6 separate regions of the Mus musculus genome follow, and all the other regions are linked to region 1. The links are chromatin contacts, called in public promoter capture Hi-C maps. All regions are on one chromosome and are shown on one strand. Each heading gives the region's core, a stretch centred on a gene start, on an enhancer-like site or on the middle of the called end of the contact. The rest is flanking DNA. Distances are from core to core; before and after follow the strand shown. Region 1 holds the start of Cpne3 (copine III). Region 2 holds the start of Ccnc (cyclin C). Region 3 holds the start of Pnisr (PNN interacting serine/arginine-rich). Region 4 holds the start of Coq3 (coenzyme Q3 methyltransferase). Region 5 holds the start of Usp45 (ubiquitin specific petidase 45). Region 6 has its middle 12 kb from the start of Tstd3.

Region 1 (3,292 bases), core at 428-2,927:
CTAAAGGTGAGCATGGTTGACCTACGAGAGGCAATCTCTTGAAGGAAACAAACTCACTTTCTCCCAGCAGTTTTCAGTTGCTACTACATTACTAATATACAGCTAAGAGTGAGACTTTATACCTATTGCCCCTCTCCATGCTGAGAATTTGTCCAACCTGAGCTTTTGCAGGTCATTCCAGGCTGTCAAAGTTGCAGTGAGCTCACATTTAAAACTGCCCAGAAGACTCTAGCTCTTACATTCTTTGCTTTCTGTCTTCTTTAATGATCACTGCTGGGTCTTGGAAGGAGGGGGCATGATGCAACTATCCCATTTAGGGGTATGCTTTCCTTAGTCTCACCCTCTGTGCCTTGGACATTTGCGGGACTCTGTTCACCACGGCTGCAAACAGAAGCTGCTCTGATGAGAGCGGAGAGGTGCATTAATCTATGAGTTTAACGAAAAGCCATTAGGAGCTGACTTGATACTCTGTCCATTGAGCAGAATATTTATAGTAGATTCTCCCCTGGGTCTGTGACCTGCCTAGCTGTTGTTTTTGCCTCGATAATAGTGCCAGGTATGGATTTCATTTTGTGGAGTGGAGTGGAACTTAAATCCAATCAGAAAGTGGTGAGTTATTTCCATGATATTCCTGCCACTATTGCACAAAGGGCATGTCTTTCCAGGCTGCTCATCACTGGCGCTCTAGGGTTCACTGCTGGGTAAGACTGAGATGACCTTTCTCCTCTGGAAGCTTACATATCACATTCCATTCTTTAGTCCTTTCTATTGAGTGTCCCCCCCCCCCCCCGCCTTTTTCCCCTCACCAATGTAAGTGAAGTAACTTTTGTAATACTGTTCGTTTGTCTTTGTTGATTTTTATCCCATTTTTTTCCAGCAGATATTTTAAATTTTCATTCAATAGAAGGATGTGACTTTGAGTACCCATCACCATAGGCATTTTGAGATTAGCATAATCTGATGACTTTAGGCAAATTGAACAACTGTTTACCTACCACATTTCACAGTATTTTCTTGCACCATTCTTATGAAAAGGCACGTGGCGCTAAACACATAACAAAGCTTTTGTGACGACCAAATAAAATAAATATATATTAAATAAAATAAGCATGTAAAATTACTCTGGGAAGGTGTACGCTCTACAGAAGGATGCTTAAGAGCTGGCATTTCACACTATTTCCTTGTCCAGATCTGTTTTCTTTCTTTATTTTTTTAAGGTTTATTTGTTTTGCTTTGCATGTATGAATGTTTTGCTTGCATGTTTGTACACACACACACACACACACACACACACACACACACACACATACACACACACCTGCCTGCTGCCTTGGGGAGATCAGAAGAGAATGCCAGATCCTCTGGAATGTGCTAGATGTTTGTGAGCTACAAACCGGGAACTCTGCAAGAGCAACAAGTGCTCTTCACTTCCGAGCCCCCCCCCCCTCCCCCCCAGACCAGATCAGATATTTTACTGCCTAAAGTCAATTACGGGTTTTGTAAGAATTCTTTAAAAGGTCAGCGGGTTGAGGCGCAGCAAAGAAAACTGGGAGTGAAAATGGGTTGAAATGGGTTGGGCAGCAAGCTCCCTATCAAAAGCAAAACTTCACCTTGGTCCCGCCCACAAGCTCCGCCCTCGCCCCTCCGCTCCGGGACTCCGCCCACGAGCCCCGCCCCTCCGCGGTCCAGCCCTCAGGTTCCAGTAAAGCCCCTGCGGTCCTGCCGCCTTGCGGTGCTCCTCGCTGGCTCTCCACCCTCACTCGACTTCTGCGGCGATATAGCACGTGAGTGCGTGACTTTTCCCAGCTCCGGAGCCGTGTGTCCCAGCCCAAGCCTGCAGCCTCCCGGGAAGCGGGCCGGTCCCGGGCGGGAAGACTTAGGGCCCTCAGGCTTCCATGGCCCGTCCCTCCGGGCCCCGGGCGCTGGAAGTGCTCCGTGGGTTTCCGGTGCCCACTCTGGGGACTCCCGAGTGTCGCGTGCTGGGTCCGCGGCCCGTGGAAGTCCGGGGCTGGGGGTCAGCCTGGGGGCCGCGAGCGCCTCCTGGGCCTGCGGCTCGCGCACCTGAAGAACCCTGCCGGGGATCCGCGGGCCTCGAGTGGAAGGGCAGGGTGGGGCGAAGGGTTACAGCCCCGAAATCTCGGTCCCGCTCAGCGGGGAAAGATTGGTGAACCAGACGAACCGGTCGTGTGGGGGAACGGTGGAGGAAAGGCTGCGTGCTGAGGGAAAAGGTGCTACTGAATTCGGTGCAAAGCTGGGCCTGGGTGAAGTCCTAGCAAGCTCCTGCACCTGTGTCCAGGGCTTTGGGCTCACTGCACACGCGACGCGAAGGAAGGGCAGTGCCACTTACTTGTTTTGCAGTCAGAAACTTGAGAGCATAGTGACCGTTAGTGTTGGCGCTAATGCACTTGACTGCGATCAGCTTTTGTTTCTTTCTGTTGTGTTTGTGGCCGCCAATAATCAGAGGGTGAAGTAGGATTAAAATAACCAGTGGTTTGCAGTGACCCACAACCTCTGTGTTAAGACCATTTTTATATATAGTTAGCTCACAACAAGCATAAATGCGACTATTATCTTTTTCACTCCTCAGGAAACTGGAATTAATTTATGAAACTTGGCACCTCTGAAAGTGGTAGCATTAGGTTTCGATTGTGGTCTGTACTTTTTTTTTAATACTTTACGATTTACAAAAGTAAGTGAATCTTATTTCACAAGAAAGGCAGTGACTATCTGTCTAGTTTCAAGTATGTTCTGAGGTTTTGTTATCTGTCTAACCTTTGGGTGGGATGCCCAACCCTTTATGGTGTGTTTCTACATTTGTAAAATGGATATAGCACTGATGTGTCAGAGTGGTGAGGGCTAAATAAAATGTTTGTAGATCACTCATCGAAGTGTCTGATACATAAATAACGATAAGATAAATGATGATGGTAGTTGTAGTGACAACAGTGGATTCTCAGAATCTATCTGCTTTTCAACACTCCCCCTCACCCTGCCCCCTCTGTTTTGAGAATATTTTTTAAAAGGCGGCCCCTTTTGGCTGATGAGTTGAAAAATGCACCCCACTCGAGCCTGAAAATCTAGTGCCTCATCTCCAAGATTGGACCATGCAGAAGCTCTCTTAATGAGACAAAACTGAATTTCTGGTTTTTAGATTAAAACACGCCTGGCACAGGAAGGGAAGGAAGTACTGTCTTTCAGAATCTCTTCTCTGATCTATCCCCTAAAGCTGACGTCTAGAATTGGGGGAGCAAAATTATTCATTGCCTCCAAAGGCATGTTGATAATTGGACAT
Region 2 (2,914 bases), core at 168-2,667, 2.2 Mb before region 1:
ATGCTTCATTGGCCTTTCATCTTCCCAGAAACACTTGGTAGCAAGGGAGGACCTGCTTTCAGAAACAGGTTTCCAAATTCAGTTTTCTTTCTTTCTTTTTTTTTCCCCCTTCTTCTTCTTTATTCTCAGGCAAAGAGGGAAACAAGCAAACCAATTCACAGAATTAAAATTTTGTTATTCTCTTCCCACTAAAATTTAATTAAACTAAATGTCTCTATCTAGTCCTGTTCATTTTTTATGTATTTAGTGGAAAGCCTGCTCAACGCTTAGCCCAAGCATACAACTTCCTGCATGTTTAACCAAATGTATTTAGAGACAAATATCTTTAAGATTACTTTAGCCCTTCCATGGTCACTGAAAGACATTAAAATTTAGTGATTTAAGTGGTTAAAGGAAGAGGACAAAATCTGGGAAATACACGACTTTAAGGCAAAATATAAGACACTGGCTAATGAATGAAAATGGATATATTTTGAGAGCCCCTGTGCTCGCAAATTCTAGAAGCATTAAAGTCAATTTAGGAGCCTGCAATTGGTGGCTCATGCCTTTAATTCCAACACTTAGAAGCAGAAGCAGAGGCAGGCAGATTTCATTAAGTTCGATGCCAGCCTGTGAGTTTTAGGGCAGCCATCCCTCAACGTGAGAAACACTGCTTCGGGGATGGGGGTAGTGGTGTCAATCTAGGCATAAGGCTGGGCCAGGAAGCAGCAGGTAGAAACAAGCACGACTCACTCCTCTCCTCTGAGTAAATATTAAATCTACAGTAAGGCGAATGACAAGAGATTATAATATCACTGCTATGAAAAAACAAACAAACAAACAAGCTAGCTAGCAATAGCCAACCATGTCCATCCAAAGCAGGGAACCTCACAGAGCTACAATGGGTCACTCTTTCCCTTGCCGGTGCCCACATCATCCCACCAATCAAACCCCAAATTTGAAATGAAACCGCCTCCGACTCCCTTCCCGGAGATCAAACCCCTTACCTCTTACCCATCCTTCGAGCTCACCTCCCCTCTGCTCCCGAAATCTCTCTGTGAGAAGAGGGGAGGCTCGCAAACGACAGCATCACGTTTCGGACCCCCGGCTTCCCAGGGAGGGCTCACCCGCAGCGGCCAGGATGGAAACCCCGAGGGATGGGCAGGCCCAGCCCTCCTGTGCCCCAGCCCCGGCCCCAGGCGAGAAAATGGAAGCTCACTTACTAGTGGGAGCTCTGCCAGAAGTTCCCTGCCATGGAATAATACTGCTTGCCCTGATACAAATGCACCAGCCAGCAAAGCGGCCCGCGGAGCGACCATAGACACAGTCCGGACGACTGTGCTCCTACCAGACTGGCTGGGCTGAACTCCACAGCCACCGCAGCCGGAGGAAGAGAACAGCACCCTCGTCGCCTTGACGCCGGTCGACAACACTGAGCGGCGTACACCGGTTCCGGCAGACAAAAGTTCCGGCCCGCCCTAGTTGCGGAGGAAGCTAGCAACCGCCCGACCGCCAATGGGCTTGTTGAGGCGGGAGCTAAGGAAACACGGGCGGAGGCTCCCGGTGGCGAGAGGCTCTCCCCGAGGTTTCCTGCCAATTCTCCTCCAGAGCGTCCACACACTGGGTTTCTGGTCTAGTGCGGTTTTCTTTTGGGTCCATTTAGGGATCTTGTTAATCCACGGTGTAGGCCTTCAGAAATAGCACACTGGCGTTGAAGAAAGCATGGCAGTATATGACTGCTTTTTCCCTAGGGCTGAAAGGAGAAATAAATGAAAGTAATTTTGGCCTTAAGATGTAAGTGCTCTTAGTAAAGTTCCTGTCGGTATTAAGCCTAACGAGTTAAGTGTAGACTTAACTTAGAGTAGCAATCTTTTTATGTCAGAGCCGGCTACTTGTTTACCTAAAAACATGAGCATATAAATGTACATCTAGCTAACACTTACGTTCCAAATGGGTATGCCGCAGAAATGCAATTAAATAATATTTAAATGTTGCTGTTATCATTGCAACTTTGCGTTCGCGTTTCGTACTGTACTTCGGCGGCAGAGTCAAGAACATGAGGAGTTTCAGGCCAGTCCTTGCTTCATGCTGAGACGCCATCTAGGGGAAAAGAGGAAAAGGGATGTAGATAATCAAGGATGTAAAATGCTTGCTGGTGCCCCAGAAGCTCTGGGTGATACTCAGCACTATATACACCTGCAAGCTAAGGGTATTCAATACCCTCAGATACGTTGTTTTGGGCCAGCCTAGGACAGGTGAGGATCTATCTAAATCTTTTAAGTTTTAATTTAAATTAAAAAATGTCTCTAAATGATTGGGCACACCTGAAAATTAGTCAAGAATTCCGAGGAAGATAGCACCAATGTTTTTCCTTTGTGAGTGGAGTCTAATTGAGATGTGGAATGGAGTGAAAACAATTTCTATAAGTGAAACTAGTATGCCAACTATAGAAAAGATGTTTTTAAATTCCACCCACTTAGGCACGTACACAATTAACCTGTGAAATACATTTATTCTTGAATTTGGATGAGCTAGACTAGGCTTCATTGTTATAACATTGTTATACCCCCAACTTAGCTTGAAAATTCGTCTCATTCTCATGGTATTTCCTAAAGCTGGCTAGTTCTTCCTGGCTGCCCTCTAGATCTTCAGAGAACTAGAGGGTTTCTATCTCCCAACTATTCATTTCAATGTTCCTTGCTTCCAAGATCAACATCTTTCTGGGCAGAACATGACTCAAGCGAGCTCTTTAATAACTAGTATTAAGAGTCTTGAAATAGAAACAACCCAATCAATTTTCATGACCCACTGACCAGAATATACCCAAATGACTCCAACTTAATAGCCAAGGTACCTAAAAAATGTTGAGAGGCATGTAATACATTTGTGAACATTACTGTTTGTTTCACTGCAGATCAGTTTGTTTGTTTGTTTG
Region 3 (3,034 bases), core at 461-2,960, 2.3 Mb before region 1:
TTTTAAATCTCTTTGTACCTAGCAGTTCTGTATTCTTAACACTAAAGGGATTCAGAAGTGAAAGCAGTTAAGATCTTGAGTTGGTGGCTAGCCTGGGCTCCTTCCCCCAAACTGAAATAAAGTTCTATAGTAGCCCGAGTCGGTAATCTCAATTGTAAGAAGCTAAAGCAGGAAAGGCGCTGAGCGGTCTAGGCCAGTCTTTGCAACAGAGTAACAAAGAAACAAAACACCGACCAATCAAATAGAAGCTGGTGGGAAACAGCAGACACCTGAAAGATTTAGCAATGGTCAAAAGTGGAAGAATCCGGACAACAAAAGCTAGGACTGACACATAGACATAAAGTAGTAATTTTTCATTGAACAGAGACGGTGGCCAGAAGGCTCAGCAGCTACAGCACCGGCTGCTCTTGCAGAGGACCTGCCTCCAGTTGCCAGCACCTCATGGCAACTCACAACCATCTGTAACTTCAGTTCCAGGGGATCTCCACAGAAAAATACTATCTTTTTTTAAAAATGATTTTTTTCTTTAACTAAGGAAATAGGAGCATGCCCTCAATTAATAATGTAACAACATTGTTCCATTAATAGTAAAAAAAAACAAAAAAACGTGTCATGGAAGTATATGTTACTGAGAAAATAAAACACGTGGTTATACACTAGCTGTTTAATTTTTCTATAATTAAATTAAGTTCTAGGGCTTGATGTGGTAGTGAATACATTTAATTCCAGCATTCATGAGCGAAGGCAGGAGTTCCAGGCCAGCCAGGATCATATAATGAGGCTCAAAAAAGTCCTTAAATATAAAGCTTACTTATGTTTTAAATTGTGTGTCTTAAGAATATCCGAGAACTCATTACGTCTCCCCTGATGCTTTAGAAAACCACCCCACAAATAAAGTCTTTACTGTTCTGGTTTGGTTTTAGCTGGATGTACTCAAAAAAAAAAAAAAATCCAAGATTGTTTTTGTTTTATCTAGGGTTAGGAAGAGAAAAGGTAAATGAAGTATTAAAGACTGCTAATTTAATCAAGCACAGTCAAAATTTGCTCAGTGCCCAGTTTTGTTAAGATGACACTATTATCCACAAAACTACGAAACAACTGAAATATAGGATACTACTTGTTTCCTCAGTGATGCTTAACACATAATACCCATCACTGGGTAAAAACACCAAAACTAAGCAACTAAATGATACTTGTCTAGGACGCAGCAGAAAGCGGTTGCGCCTGCGTAGTGCGAGTCGCAGAGTCGAAGTTCCAGATCCCGGCCCCCGCCGCCTCCGCCCCTCCACACTCCCTGCCCCTCAAGGGTTCCCACTGCGCACGCGCACTGCTTAACGGCCGCTCAGGCGCCCAACAATTAGTCCCTTGCCTTCTCAAAGGAAACTCTTAGTTCGAAGAATGGGTCGTGAGCCCTCTCCTTAGCCAAAGGCGGTTCCCTTCGGGCGACAGCGGCTCTCTCGCTCACTCTCTCGGGCGGACGCCGGAGCTTCTCCGGAATGAGGTTCTGGCGGTGGCGCCAAGCAGCGTACGCAGCCTGAGTCCCGCTCCGTTCGCCACACTGACCCAGAGGACTTTAGTCCTCCGGCAGGTCCCCCGGGGTAAACTGCTCGTCGCTTACCCGCTCCGGTTCCGGAATACCGCTGTCGCCACCGTTCCTGTAATTCTCTCCAACCTTTCGATGCTTCTACTTCTTCATGAACAAGACAAGATGGCGCCCGGTGGTTCTCACCCGGAAGTGAATGATAATAACATCCGCTTTTCGGCTGAAGTCACACTGATTCTCAGCCAGGCTTACGACCATGTGATCTTACCGACGGGACGAGTCCGCGCCATTTTTGTTGAGGGCAAACCCAACCCACCTCGAGTTGGACCCTCTTGTGTGTGAAGCCCGTGTCATACCCGACACATTTTCATTTGTACAGCCAGCACAAAGCCGAGCCTAACGTTCCGGTACAATGGACGGAATTTAGTAAACTTTAGGCAGGAGACCCTCGAAGAGCAAATGCGTTCTAAGAATCAGTTCCGCTTTGGGAAGGATGCTGAATCGCTTTGCCTCTTTCAGACTACGGAGAGGACCGCAAGTCAAACCCTGCCAACTTGGAACTCACTGTGCCAGGCCTGAGTCGCAGAGCCTGAGTTCTGGAAGCAGGGTGTTTGCTAGGTCTCCTTGTTCACCTCCTAGCATCGCGCCCCCTGGTGGGAACATTTACTCAGTTCAACTTCGCTCAGCTACTCTTTAAGGAAAAGTAACTGAGAAGCAGAGTTTCCACTGGTCCTTCCTTACCTAAACTCCAAGATGGCCTCCCGAAAGGAGGTAAAAGGTGTTTAGCGTGAACAATGTTCATATATCTAAAATGTCAACTTTCCAGACTAGGAGTTTAATTACAAAAGGAAACAAAAATTCTAAGAAACACAGCATTCTTAACCTAAATATTGGAAAATGACTTTCTTGAAATGTCAGTGTAACTAAAAAGAGTTATGAAGGAGAATTCCAGGAAAAAGTCTGTGTCTGCAAAGATTGATTGGAGCTTCAGTGATGTGGAGAGGTTGGAATTTTACAAGTCCAGAGGCTAATTACCCAATCTGGCCCTAGCTTTACCCACGAATTGCCAGTCTTTGCCAACCTCCCCATATTAGAGCTAAATCCTGTGACTAATAGATTAAAAACCTTTTAGAACTTTTAAAAAAATGATTTATTTATTTTTATTTTATGTGTATTGGTGTTTTGCCTGCGTGCATGTCTGTGTGAGGGTGTCAAATCACTTGTTGCTGGACTACAGATAGTTGTAAGCTGCCATGTGGGTACTAGGAATTGAACTCTGGTACCAGCGCTATTAACCACTGCCCCAGCCTTTGGAACTTTTTAACTTAGCTGACTCCCAGTTTCCACCAACCCAAGAGCTAAGAATGTTATCAGATAGCATCTGCAGCGATGTAAAAAGTGTCCCCATCTTGCTGTAGCTTCTGTGATGTACACACCAATGTATCTTAAGCCTGCCTTGGTTTATGACTGTCTGTTCTTTAAAAACTATAA
Region 4 (2,992 bases), core at 223-2,722, 2.3 Mb before region 1:
CACCCATACCCATGCCCATACCAGAAAAGACTGGCAGTGACATGAAGATGTGGTGAGACAAGTACAAATTAGAGCAATGGCATCATGTCAGCAGAGCTGGCAAAGGCACGGAGGAGGTGACTATACGTAAGGGAAGAACATGCCAATCACAACAGCTTGGGAGGCCGAGGCAGGTGGGTCTTCTGATGTATGAGACACACATTAAAAGGTTTCTAAAAAATGGACCAGAGATGTTCTGGATCTCTGGAACAATGACTCGGATTGTTCTGGAAGACAAAGTTTAAACAATAAAAGAGTATAAATGTATATAAAGACAATAAAATCTTATAAAAGACAATAGAAGAGTATAAAATCATCTCTCCAGAAAATTAAAGTTGGAATCGTAATTCCATCTAGATCTCCAAGTTCATTAATATTTATTTATATCTTGCTCTCTTAAAAATTATAATTATTTTTTTCAGTAGTATTTAAATAGGTATTATTGCTGTTACTGTCATATTAAAATTCCCAACCATACCAATCTCTACCATATAGTGGTCATTTTCTTTTCTTTTTTTTTCTTTTTTTTTTTTGTTTTTTTTTTTGTTTTTGTTTTTGTTTTTCGAGACAAGGTTTCTCTGTGTAGCCCTGGCTGTCTTGGAACTCACTCTGTAGACCAGGCTGGCCTCGAACTCAGAAATCCGCCTGCCTCTGCCTCCTGAGTGCTGGGATTAAAGGCGTGTGCCACCACGCCCGGCCTGGTCATTTTCTTGTAAAGGTTGAACCTAATTATCTGCGTACTACTTGCGTTTAAAAATCTATAGCACCAAATGCAGTTAGCTCTTTACTTTATTTGCCAAACAAGAGCATAAATGCCTTAAATTCTTTGGCGGGGACGGTAAGATGGTGAGCAATAAAGTAGTGAGGCAGCGCTAGGACGTTCCCCGTGTGTCTTTCTTGGTTTGGTTTGGAAAGCAAGAACCACCTCCAGGATCCAGCAAGTTGAATGGCGGCTCCCGGGCCACAAGCTCATAGAACGCAAATAAAATAGGGCAAAGGTCGTGGGCTACCCGGCGGCGGCGGCACAAGAGACACGCTCTCCGAGGCCCAGATCCTTAGTCCTCAGCCTTTTTCCCCTGGCTTCTCAGACCTGGAGGGTTGTAGCCGCTGGAGAGAGCAACACCAGGTCCCGGAGGTCACCAGGGATGAGGACGGGGCAGCGCGGCGCTGCTTTTAACCAGACCCCACGGAGCCGGACAGCCCACCGCTCTCTGCCGCGCTTGCGCAGAGCCGCCCCGGCACCCGAGGCGTGCGGAAGAACCTCCGCGCCGGCGACACTCACCCGACCGTGAAGTTAGGCGAGGAGGCTGGGCGACCGCGCTGGGGCACCCAAACCCTAGCGTTTCCAGGAGACGAACCCCACGAGAGCCCAGCCTTCCACCTCTCCACATCGCGACTAGAATCCTACTCCTTTTCCGGTCCCTCCTCACAACAAATCCCCAGCGGAAGGGTTCCGCCTCCTACACTCGCGGATGCCGGCTTTTGCATTTGCATTAGTTAATGTGAATTTGTGGTCACCGTTAACTCGAGCTCCTCTATCAAATTATGTCTGCAATGAAATAAAGAGATGTTCCTAATAAAAGGCCACGAAGACCTACCTACCTTCTCGTCCTACGAGTCACGCCGTGCTGTTTTCGTATTTACGAGCTATCTCCTCAGTCTTGGAAAACCGACTCTAATGCTTAAAATCAAGTACGGAAATGCTTTTTCCGAGAAACCCATTCTCTTTCAATGCGCTCAAGTAATCACAGAGAACAGAAGTCCACATCTAAAGTACATTCTTTGAAACTGACCCTTTATTCTGTTCAGGATACACCGTATGTAGCAGAAAACTCCTTACACTCAGTTTAGACGTTTATTGGAAGTAGAAACGGAGCAGTATGAAAGATTCTAGTATGAATCTAATATGAAGTTCATACTAGTTTTTTTTTTTTTTTTTTTTTTTGTCAACTTGACATTAATTTGATTCACCAGGAAACAGGGACCCTCTCCTGAATTGCCTTCATTAGACTGAACTGCGTGTTTGTGGGGCGGCGTTTTCTTGATTGATGTTCAGCCCTTTGGAAAGTGGAACTGGGTTGTATCTGAAGCTTGCATTTATGGATCTCGCCCAGACTTCCCTCAATGATTGATTAGGATCTCTAAGCCAAAGAGAAAGAAACCCTTCCTAGAGTTGCTTTTAGTCAGTGTTTTATCCCAGCAACTAAAAGCAAACCAGGAACGGTTAAAAAACAAACAACAAAATAAAAAATAATGCCCTCATAAAAAGAAGGGTAAACTCCTAAAATTTAGGGCGTCATTCTACATTTCAGCAGGCAGTGCTGTCCTTTAAATCGGGGAAACTTACTAAGCTCTCATCCTCTGAGCTAAAATACTAACCTCATAAGCTGTATGAAAACCAGCTGCTCTATCACTGTCAGAGGTCCCTGTGTTTGGAGGTATATGGCCATTTCTCCAAATGAAGGTGGAAAGTTTTATACACAAGTTGAAGTGTCATGTTTTTGCTGGATTGACAGACCCACGGAAAATCATGGTTAACACTCTTAAGGACTTCTGTGCATGGACTGTACTTAACATTAAGTGTACACCACACAGCTCCATAGCCATCCCAGTCTCGCTTCAGCAAAGGCAGGAAGTGATATGCTTAAATACTGGTAGGAAGCAAAGAACCCTCTAAATCCCCCCACGCAGCAACAAAACGCTTTTCTGTAAGTTCAGTTGAGCTGTGTCAGAAATAAAATTGTGGTGACTGTAATGCAGTATGTAGCCATTACTGTAGGAAAGTTCCAGAGTAACTCCAGTCTTACTTATGAACAAGCTGTAAACTAGCTCATACATATTTTAGAAAACTCAACACCCATTTAACATTTGCAATGTGTTCTAGTTCTTTAATAAAAAATGAAGGGTAAGTCACTTTATGTCTACACAAGCTTTATCCCTTTGAACAATCTAC
Region 5 (3,156 bases), core at 283-2,782, 2.2 Mb before region 1:
ACATCCACAAGCCATAATGTGGCAATACCATGTAACCTTCTCCTACAAATGCCACTTAAGGCAGAACAAGCAAGCAAACAACATTAAAATCCAACTACTGGACTTTCAAAGGCTTTCCATTATCAAAATTGTGTCTGGAAACCTCCAAGTCTCTCCTGGCACTGAGGAGTCAAGAGGACTGACTCACAGGATTCAGCACATGGTTGTATATTTCATGGTACATTCTATGAACACTCAACCCGACTAGACTGGAAAAGGGTACTTTGCCCATAACTTCCATAAAGTCTCTCTCTTCAGGTGGGTAAGACAAGGACTAAGCAGCAACATGAATCTGGGTTCAGGGGAACCCATTAGAGACTTGGAGCACAGAAACTGTATGGTAACTGGTCATTTTGGCATGAAACATAATGCTGAGTATAGAACAATTACTACTACATCAGAACATGCCCAAACTCCAAGTTTTAAGATGCCAAACAAGGGCCAATGTTGCAGGCAGAGCCATCAAAGGACAGAAGTTTCAGGCCTGACTTCACCACAAACATGTTCTGGCTTTTTCTTTCTTTCTTTTTTTTTTTTTTTTTTGAGGTTTTGCAAACATCAAACGTTACAGCTTTCTTTTAAAACATAAATCTATTGATGTATTTTATATGTATGGCTGTGCACGTGTTTAGTGTTTCGATTTGCATTAGTGAGGTCAGAGTAGCTTCTCTCTTTCACCTCGTGGGTCCAGGAGATTGAACCATCAGGTTTGGCGACCTGCTGAGACGTCAACTTCAGCTTTTAATTTAAATATTATCTAGCACTTGCGTTACCTCTAACAAAGGATGTACGGCTAACGCAATTAATATCACACTTTTCAACTGGCTACAAGCTTCCCTTGTCAAATTGGTTTTTGTTTTGATTTTTTTTTAAGTTTTGGGCTGCTATTCTCCAGCGTGAGAAGAGGAAATGCAAACATCTTCCTTTTAGATACCCGGGCTCAAAACACTCAATTCTATGAACCTCTTACAAGCACTTTGAGATACGTCACTATCATCATCCTTAATTTACACTTGGAACTGGATAGAGGTAAAGTGACTTGCAGAAGTCCGGGAGCCGGACGTGGGCTCAGGTATAGGATCGACCCCTAACCTAATATTTGGCGTCGCCAAAAAGCTGTGTCTAGGCTCTTCGTCAGGCCATGAATGCACCCCAAGTTAGCAGAGCGGGATGTGCTGCGAGGGGAGACCCCGAGGGGACAAGCGGACGCTGCATGCCCGGGTCACCAAAAAGACGAGACTCGGCCTGGCTCCCTCCCCGACCCCGGCTCTTCCCCCCTGCCGCCAGCACTCGGCCCGGGAGGCCGCCTGGTGCCTTTGTGAATCTGGACGCGAGGGTAGGCTAGGAAACCTCTCTTTCTAGGCTGGTTGACGTACAGGAAGGTCTCGTCGCCCAAGCGAAGACACAGTGGTTACAGTGACCCCAAAGCCTGGGCCCCAACTCACCCCGCCCGCCGGGCCGCAGCTTCCACACGCAGGAGCTTCTGCGCCTGTGCAGAGGGGAACCCGGAGAAGGCGGGGCTTGGCGTCCTGGGCGGGGGCGAGGGCGGGGTCTGGTGTTCTGGGTGGGCCGAAGGCGGGACTTTGAGTCCAGACCCAGATCTGGGTTTTCCTTTGGCGGCTTGGAGGTTGGAGCATGGTGGAGGAGTGTAGATGGGATGAGGGGATGGCGCCCTGCAGCCAACTGATTACAGTGCCAGCCACGGGGCCTGGATGCAGGCGCTGGCTTTAGTGAGCTGCGTCCCACTTGCTGGGTGCCTTTTAAGACAGCTTCCCTTGTTCCATCACCCAACTCGGAACCTAAAGTCGCATCTGAGATTCACTCTATATGATTTTAACGTTTTATTTCACGTGGTTCTCACTTCTGAACTAGATTGTACATCACACCTGTAATTCTGCTCAATCCGATCATCTGTTACAACAATGTACACCTTGCTTTTGAGTAAAAACAGTTGGTTTGAAATTTTGTTGTGGGGCTGGAGAGATGACTCAGTGGTTAAGAACACTGACTACTCATCCTGAGATCCTCAGTTCAATTCCCAGCAACCACATGGTGTCTCAGAACCATCTGTAATGGGATCCGATACCCTCTTCCTGTTACAAAAAATAAAAAAATTTAAAAAACAAAAAATAATTTCTTGCAAGCACTAGTTGATGAGCCACAGTCTTTCACAAGGGACAAGTTGTGACCTAATGGATCGTGTGCTGGGGTTGGAGTTTAAAAGAGTTCAGTTAAGAACCAAAAGCTGACTGGGTTTGTTGTTGTGGTTTGTTGTTTCCACTTTTTTTTTTTTTTTTAACTTAAAAATCTAATTCATTTCCATGGGGAAACTTGGCAAAGGAGAGAACTCTTCCTTTATGTTGTTTATAGGAACCATTCATTAGACAAATGCAGTGGAATACAAGCATGCTGGTCAAGATACTAGGTATGGGGTACATAATTGTCTTTTAGAAGGTCATTTTCTTCCAGGGAAAAAAAGAAATGCTGCATCTGTAAGAACAGTTTGGGTTATGATATAATTCCAAAGTCTATATACAAATTTCAAATTTGTCTGTATAAATATCAAGTTTCATATGTTAGTATTGAATTTGAAATAGACTATGTAAAAGATGCAAAAATTTGCATCCTAAATTGTGTCAGGTTTTTGTTTTTTGTTTTTTTCTGGTTTTTCTTTCTTTTTTTTTTTATTAGATCTTTTCTTTATATATATTTCAAATTTCAAATGCTATCCGGAAAGTTCCCTATACCCCCCACCCCGCCCTGCTCCTCTACCCACCCACTCCCACTTCTTGGCCCTGGCATACCATTGTACTGGGGCATATAAAGTTTGCAATACCAAGGGGCCTCTATTCCCAGTGATGGCCGACTAGGTCATCTTCTGCTACATATGCAGCTAGAGACATGAGCTCTGGGGGTACTGTTTAGTTGATATTGTTGTTCCACCTATAGGGTTGCAGACCCCTTCAGCTCCTTTGGTGCTTTCTCTAGCTTCTCCACTGGGGCCCCTGTGTTCCTTCTTATAGATGACTGTGGGTTTCTCTGTATAGCCCTGGCTGTCTTGGAACTCACTCTGTAGACCAGGCTGGCCTCAAACGCAGAAATCCACCTGCCTCTGCC
Region 6 (3,215 bases), core at 657-3,156, 2.2 Mb before region 1:
GTGTAGTTATTTAGATCAGGTAGGACCCACCCAGCAAAGCTCTCCAGGTACTTCCTTCTGCAAAATAAGTGGAAGCCATTGAAAAATGTGGAAATACAAACATTTGAACATCTGTCTCCACAACAGCAGTCTGATTTCTTGATTGTTCATACTAGGAAAGCTGCAACACACACACACACACACACACACACACACACACACACACATACACACACACATAGGCACAGGTTAGCGTACTTCAAGACAGTACTGAAGCAGCAAGGCTTTGGAAGATCTATGAACTTAAGGAGAAAGTAAACTGTAGAGGATGTACCAAAATTGTAGTACTGGGCCCATCAACTAACAGCCTGGCTAGTACCTGGCTTTTAGTTACAACTAATGGTGCAGTTAAGCCATAAATTGACCAGTCCCCTCAAGAACTAAATGTCAACTAAGATCCAAATGCAGGTGTCTTCCTGAACCTCTGATAGATGAATATGTAAATATGATTACCCTCCCATAAGGTTTCATATGCACACTAAAGTATGAATCATAATTCATTCATGTGTCACCAAATGTTCTTTCAACTATTTAGAAATTCAGCAAAATTCTTAAGGCCAGGCCAAAAAGCAGGTGACAAACCAGATATTGCCTATAGAATACAGTTTGCGGTTATCCTACAGGTGAATGAGAGCCAAAGGCTATCTCAAGTTTTCATATGTAATGTCCAGACTTGTATCAAAACTTGCTAGGCACAACAGGAGTCAGGATCTCTTTTGGTTTGTTTTTGTTTGGAGACACTGTCTTACTGTGTAGCTGTAGCTGGCCTGGAACGCATACATACACCAGGCTGGCTTCAAATTCAGAGACTGCCTGCCTCTGCTTCCCAAATGCTGGGATTCAAGGTGTGGGCCACCAGCAGGAAATAGTATCTTATAATTGAAAAGTAGCAGGAAGAGGCTAGAGAGATGGCTCAGCGGTTAGGAGCGCCGACAGCTCTTCTGAAGGTCCTGAGTTTGAATCCCAGCAACCACATGATGGCTCACAACCATCTGTAATGAGATCTGATGCCCTTTTCTGGAGTGTCTGAAGACAGCTACAGTGTACTTACATATAATAAATAAATCAAAAAAAAAAAAAAAGGAAAAGTAGCAGGAAAAAAGGAGCCTGGTATGGTGTTATATTCTTATAACTCTGACATTTGGGAGGTGAAGGCAGGAGGAGTCAAGGTCCTCCGTTACACAGAGAATAAAAGGCCAGCTTGAGCTATATGAGGCCTTACCTCAGAGGAAAATAGAAGAGAGCCAGAGGGGGTTTATATATTGGACTTTCAGACACAAGGATTAAAGTAACTGTTGTCCTAGTTTGATTTTCTATTTCTGTGAAATAACACCATGACCACAACTATTCTTATAAAGGAAAATATTTAACTGGGGCTGGCTTACAGTTCAGAGGTTTAGTTCATTATTGTCATGGCAGGAAACATCATGGCTCACAGGCAGACATGCTGCTGGAAAGGAGCTAAGAGAGTTCTACATCTTGATCTGAAGACAGACAGGATGGTAGTTTGAATATGCTTGGCCCAGGGAGTGGCACTATTAGGACATGCAGTTTTGTTGGAGTAGGTGTGGCCTTGTTGGAGGAAGTGTGTCTTTGTGGTCGTGGGCTTTAAGACTCTTGTCCTAGCTGCCTGGAAGCCAATCATCTCCTAGTTGCCTTGGGAACAAGAGGTGGAACTCTCTCAGCTCCTCCGGCCCCATGTCTGCCTAGATGTTGCTATGAGAGTTCTACATCTTGATTCCCAGCAGGGAAAGACTTTGGGCCATGGGGCCTGGGCATTAGCTTCTGAGACCTCAAACACTATACTCCCAATGACACACTTCCTCCAACAAGGCCACACCTACCTCAACAGGGCCACACCGCCTAAGAGTGCCACACCCTATGGGTCAAGCATTCAAACACAGAAGTCTATGGAGGCCACTCCTACTGAAATCACCCTAGTAACTGTGACTAAAAAAAGTAAAGTAACTAAAATACATTCAGTAAGTTGATGACTTAATTAAGGGGAACTATATCAAAAGACAGGAAGTTTCAAATAGAGATTCTAGAATTTAAAACGGAGTAACTAGGCCAGGCAGGCTCATTGGAGCATGCCTGTGACCTCAGCTACTCTAGAGGCTGGGGCAGAAGGATTGTGAGTTCAAAGGCAACCTAGGCAAATTAATGAGAACCTGTCTCAAAAAGTAAAAAGGGGTAGCTACGTAGTTTAGTGATAGCAAAAATTTGCTAGGATATACAAGACCCTGGTTTGATTCCTGGTAACCAAATATAACAAAAGTTAGCAAACATCCAACAGATGTTAAACTTTTTTTTTTTTTTTTTTTTCTCTTCAGTTTTTCGAGACAGGGTTTCTCTGTGTAGCCCTGGCTGTCCTGGAACTCACTCTGTAGACCAGGCTGGCCTCGAACTCAGAAATCCACCTGCCTCTGCCTCTGCCTCCCAAGTGCTAGGATCAAAGGCATGCACCACCACCGCCCCGGCTGCAGAGCCTACTATTTTGACAGTCATCTGTGTTAAGTTTCAAACTCAGGACCTGTCTCCAAGGTGCCTGTTTAACATATCAAAGTAGACTCGGCCTACAAGTTCTCCCAGCAGCCCTCAATCCCTACCTGTTACAGGATAAGGCGGGCATACTCCACAGTCTACCCTGAAATCTCCAGCCCAGGGCCCAGGCTGCCATTCCCTTAGAGACTCTTCCTTATATAATCCAGTTTGGTTACCCACTCCTCTTATGTACTTTTGGCCTTCTGGCCACTGTACTAGGTGTGTGTCCCATCCACCTACTTCCCATAGAGTCTGGACTTTCCCAAATATGTCTGCCTCCGACTATGGCCTCCTACATATCTATAATAAACTTTCCCCTCCACCATACTTAGAAGCAGTCATGCTCCCCGCCCTTCCTTTCTTTCTTTCTTTCTTTCTTTCTTTCTTTCTTTCTTTCTTTCTTTCTTTCTTTCTTTCTTTCTTTCTTTCTTTCTTTCTTTCTCTCTCTCCCTCCCTCCCTCTCTCTCTCTCTCCTTCCTTCCTTCCTTCCTTCCTTCCTTCCTTCCTTCCTTCCTTCCTTCCTTCCTTTCTTCCTCTCTTCATTCCTTCCTTTCAGACATGAGACACGGGACAGTAACAGTTCTATCCCGGGGAGCAAGTTCTGGTCCAGACATCAAGGGTTTTACTTCCCT

The links. Promoter capture Hi-C pulls out the DNA fragments that hold promoters and counts their contacts.
Region 2: a contact with region 1 is called in a promoter capture Hi-C map of pre-B cells, with 4 times the contacts expected there. The contact joins the promoter of Ccnc here to the promoter of Cpne3 in region 1. A contact is called at or near these places in 5 of 39 promoter capture datasets (3T3-L1-derived adipocytes, the C10 cell line, cranial neural crest and 2 more), 4 of 484 Hi-C or Micro-C datasets (CD4 T cells, natural killer cells and pre-B cells), 6 of 115 datasets of contacts at active chromatin or transcription factors (astrocytes, embryonic forebrain, embryonic stem cells and 2 more) and 2 of 9 other capture datasets (adipose tissue and liver).
Region 3: a contact with region 1 is called in a promoter capture Hi-C map of pre-B cells, with 6 times the contacts expected there. The contact joins the promoter of Pnisr here to the promoter of Cpne3 in region 1. A contact is called at or near these places in 8 of 39 promoter capture datasets (the 3T3-L1 cell line, the C10 cell line, cranial neural crest and 5 more), 8 of 484 Hi-C or Micro-C datasets (CD4 T cells, CD8 T cells, LSK cells and 4 more), 6 of 115 datasets of contacts at active chromatin or transcription factors (astrocytes, embryonic forebrain, forebrain and 3 more) and 3 of 9 other capture datasets (adipose tissue, liver and macrophages).
Region 4: a promoter capture Hi-C map of pre-B cells shows a contact between it and region 1. The contact joins the promoter of Coq3 here to the promoter of Cpne3 in region 1. A contact is called at or near these places in 6 of 39 promoter capture datasets (the C10 cell line, hippocampal neurons, liver and 2 more), 3 of 115 datasets of contacts at active chromatin or transcription factors (astrocytes, embryonic stem cells and large pre-B cells) and 1 of 9 other capture datasets (adipose tissue).
Region 5: a promoter capture Hi-C map of pre-B cells shows a contact between it and region 1, with 12 times the contacts expected there. The contact joins the promoter of Usp45 here to the promoter of Cpne3 in region 1. A contact is called at or near these places in 10 of 39 promoter capture datasets (the 3T3-L1 cell line, 3T3-L1-derived adipocytes, the C10 cell line and 6 more), 5 of 484 Hi-C or Micro-C datasets (CD4 T cells, CD8 T cells, muscle stem cells and 1 more), 4 of 115 datasets of contacts at active chromatin or transcription factors (astrocytes, embryonic stem cells, forebrain and 1 more) and 3 of 9 other capture datasets (adipose tissue, liver and macrophages).
Region 6: a promoter capture Hi-C map of pre-B cells shows a contact between it and region 1. The contact joins the enhancer-like site here to the promoter of Cpne3 in region 1. A contact is called at or near these places in 7 of 39 promoter capture datasets (the C10 cell line, cranial neural crest, embryonic stem cells and 4 more), 2 of 484 Hi-C or Micro-C datasets (CD4 T cells and muscle stem cells), 2 of 115 datasets of contacts at active chromatin or transcription factors (astrocytes and large pre-B cells) and 2 of 9 other capture datasets (liver and macrophages).

Annotation. Positions count from the first base shown.
Region 1 is chr4:19,568,493-19,571,784 of GRCm38.p6, reverse strand. Cpne3 (copine III) reads left to right here and starts at 1,677. Exons shown (of 16, transcript NM_027769.3): 1 at 1,677-1,784.
Region 2 is chr4:21,726,204-21,729,117 of GRCm38.p6, reverse strand. Ccnc (cyclin C) reads right to left here and starts at 1,417. Exons shown (of 12, transcript NM_016746.4): 1 at 1,203-1,417. The coding sequence starts at 1,234.
Region 3 is chr4:21,846,724-21,849,757 of GRCm38.p6, reverse strand. Pnisr (PNN interacting serine/arginine-rich) reads right to left here and starts at 1,710. Exons shown (of 11, transcript NM_001369189.1): 1 at 1,619-1,710. 4930528A17Rik (RIKEN cDNA 4930528A17 gene) reads left to right here and starts at 1,310. Exons shown (of 1, transcript NR_028384.1): 1 at 1,310-3,034.
Region 4 is chr4:21,878,126-21,881,117 of GRCm38.p6, reverse strand. It overlaps Coq3 (coenzyme Q3 methyltransferase), which reads right to left and starts at 1,472. Exons shown (of 7, transcript NM_172687.2): 1 at 1,322-1,472. The coding sequence starts at 1,430.
Region 5 is chr4:21,774,646-21,777,801 of GRCm38.p6, reverse strand. It overlaps Usp45 (ubiquitin specific petidase 45), which reads right to left and starts at 1,532. Exons shown (of 18, transcript NM_152825.2): 1 at 1,485-1,532.
Region 6 is chr4:21,754,047-21,757,261 of GRCm38.p6, reverse strand. It overlaps a transcript of Ccnc not described here. Among named protein-coding and RNA genes, the nearest start is that of Tstd3, 12 kb to the left of the region's middle. Within about 2 kb of position 1,906, at least 99 of the 459 cell types and tissues checked have an H3K27ac peak or open chromatin away from gene starts, as enhancers often do. A contact at or near this core is called in embryonic stem cells and pre-B cells, where this site is marked.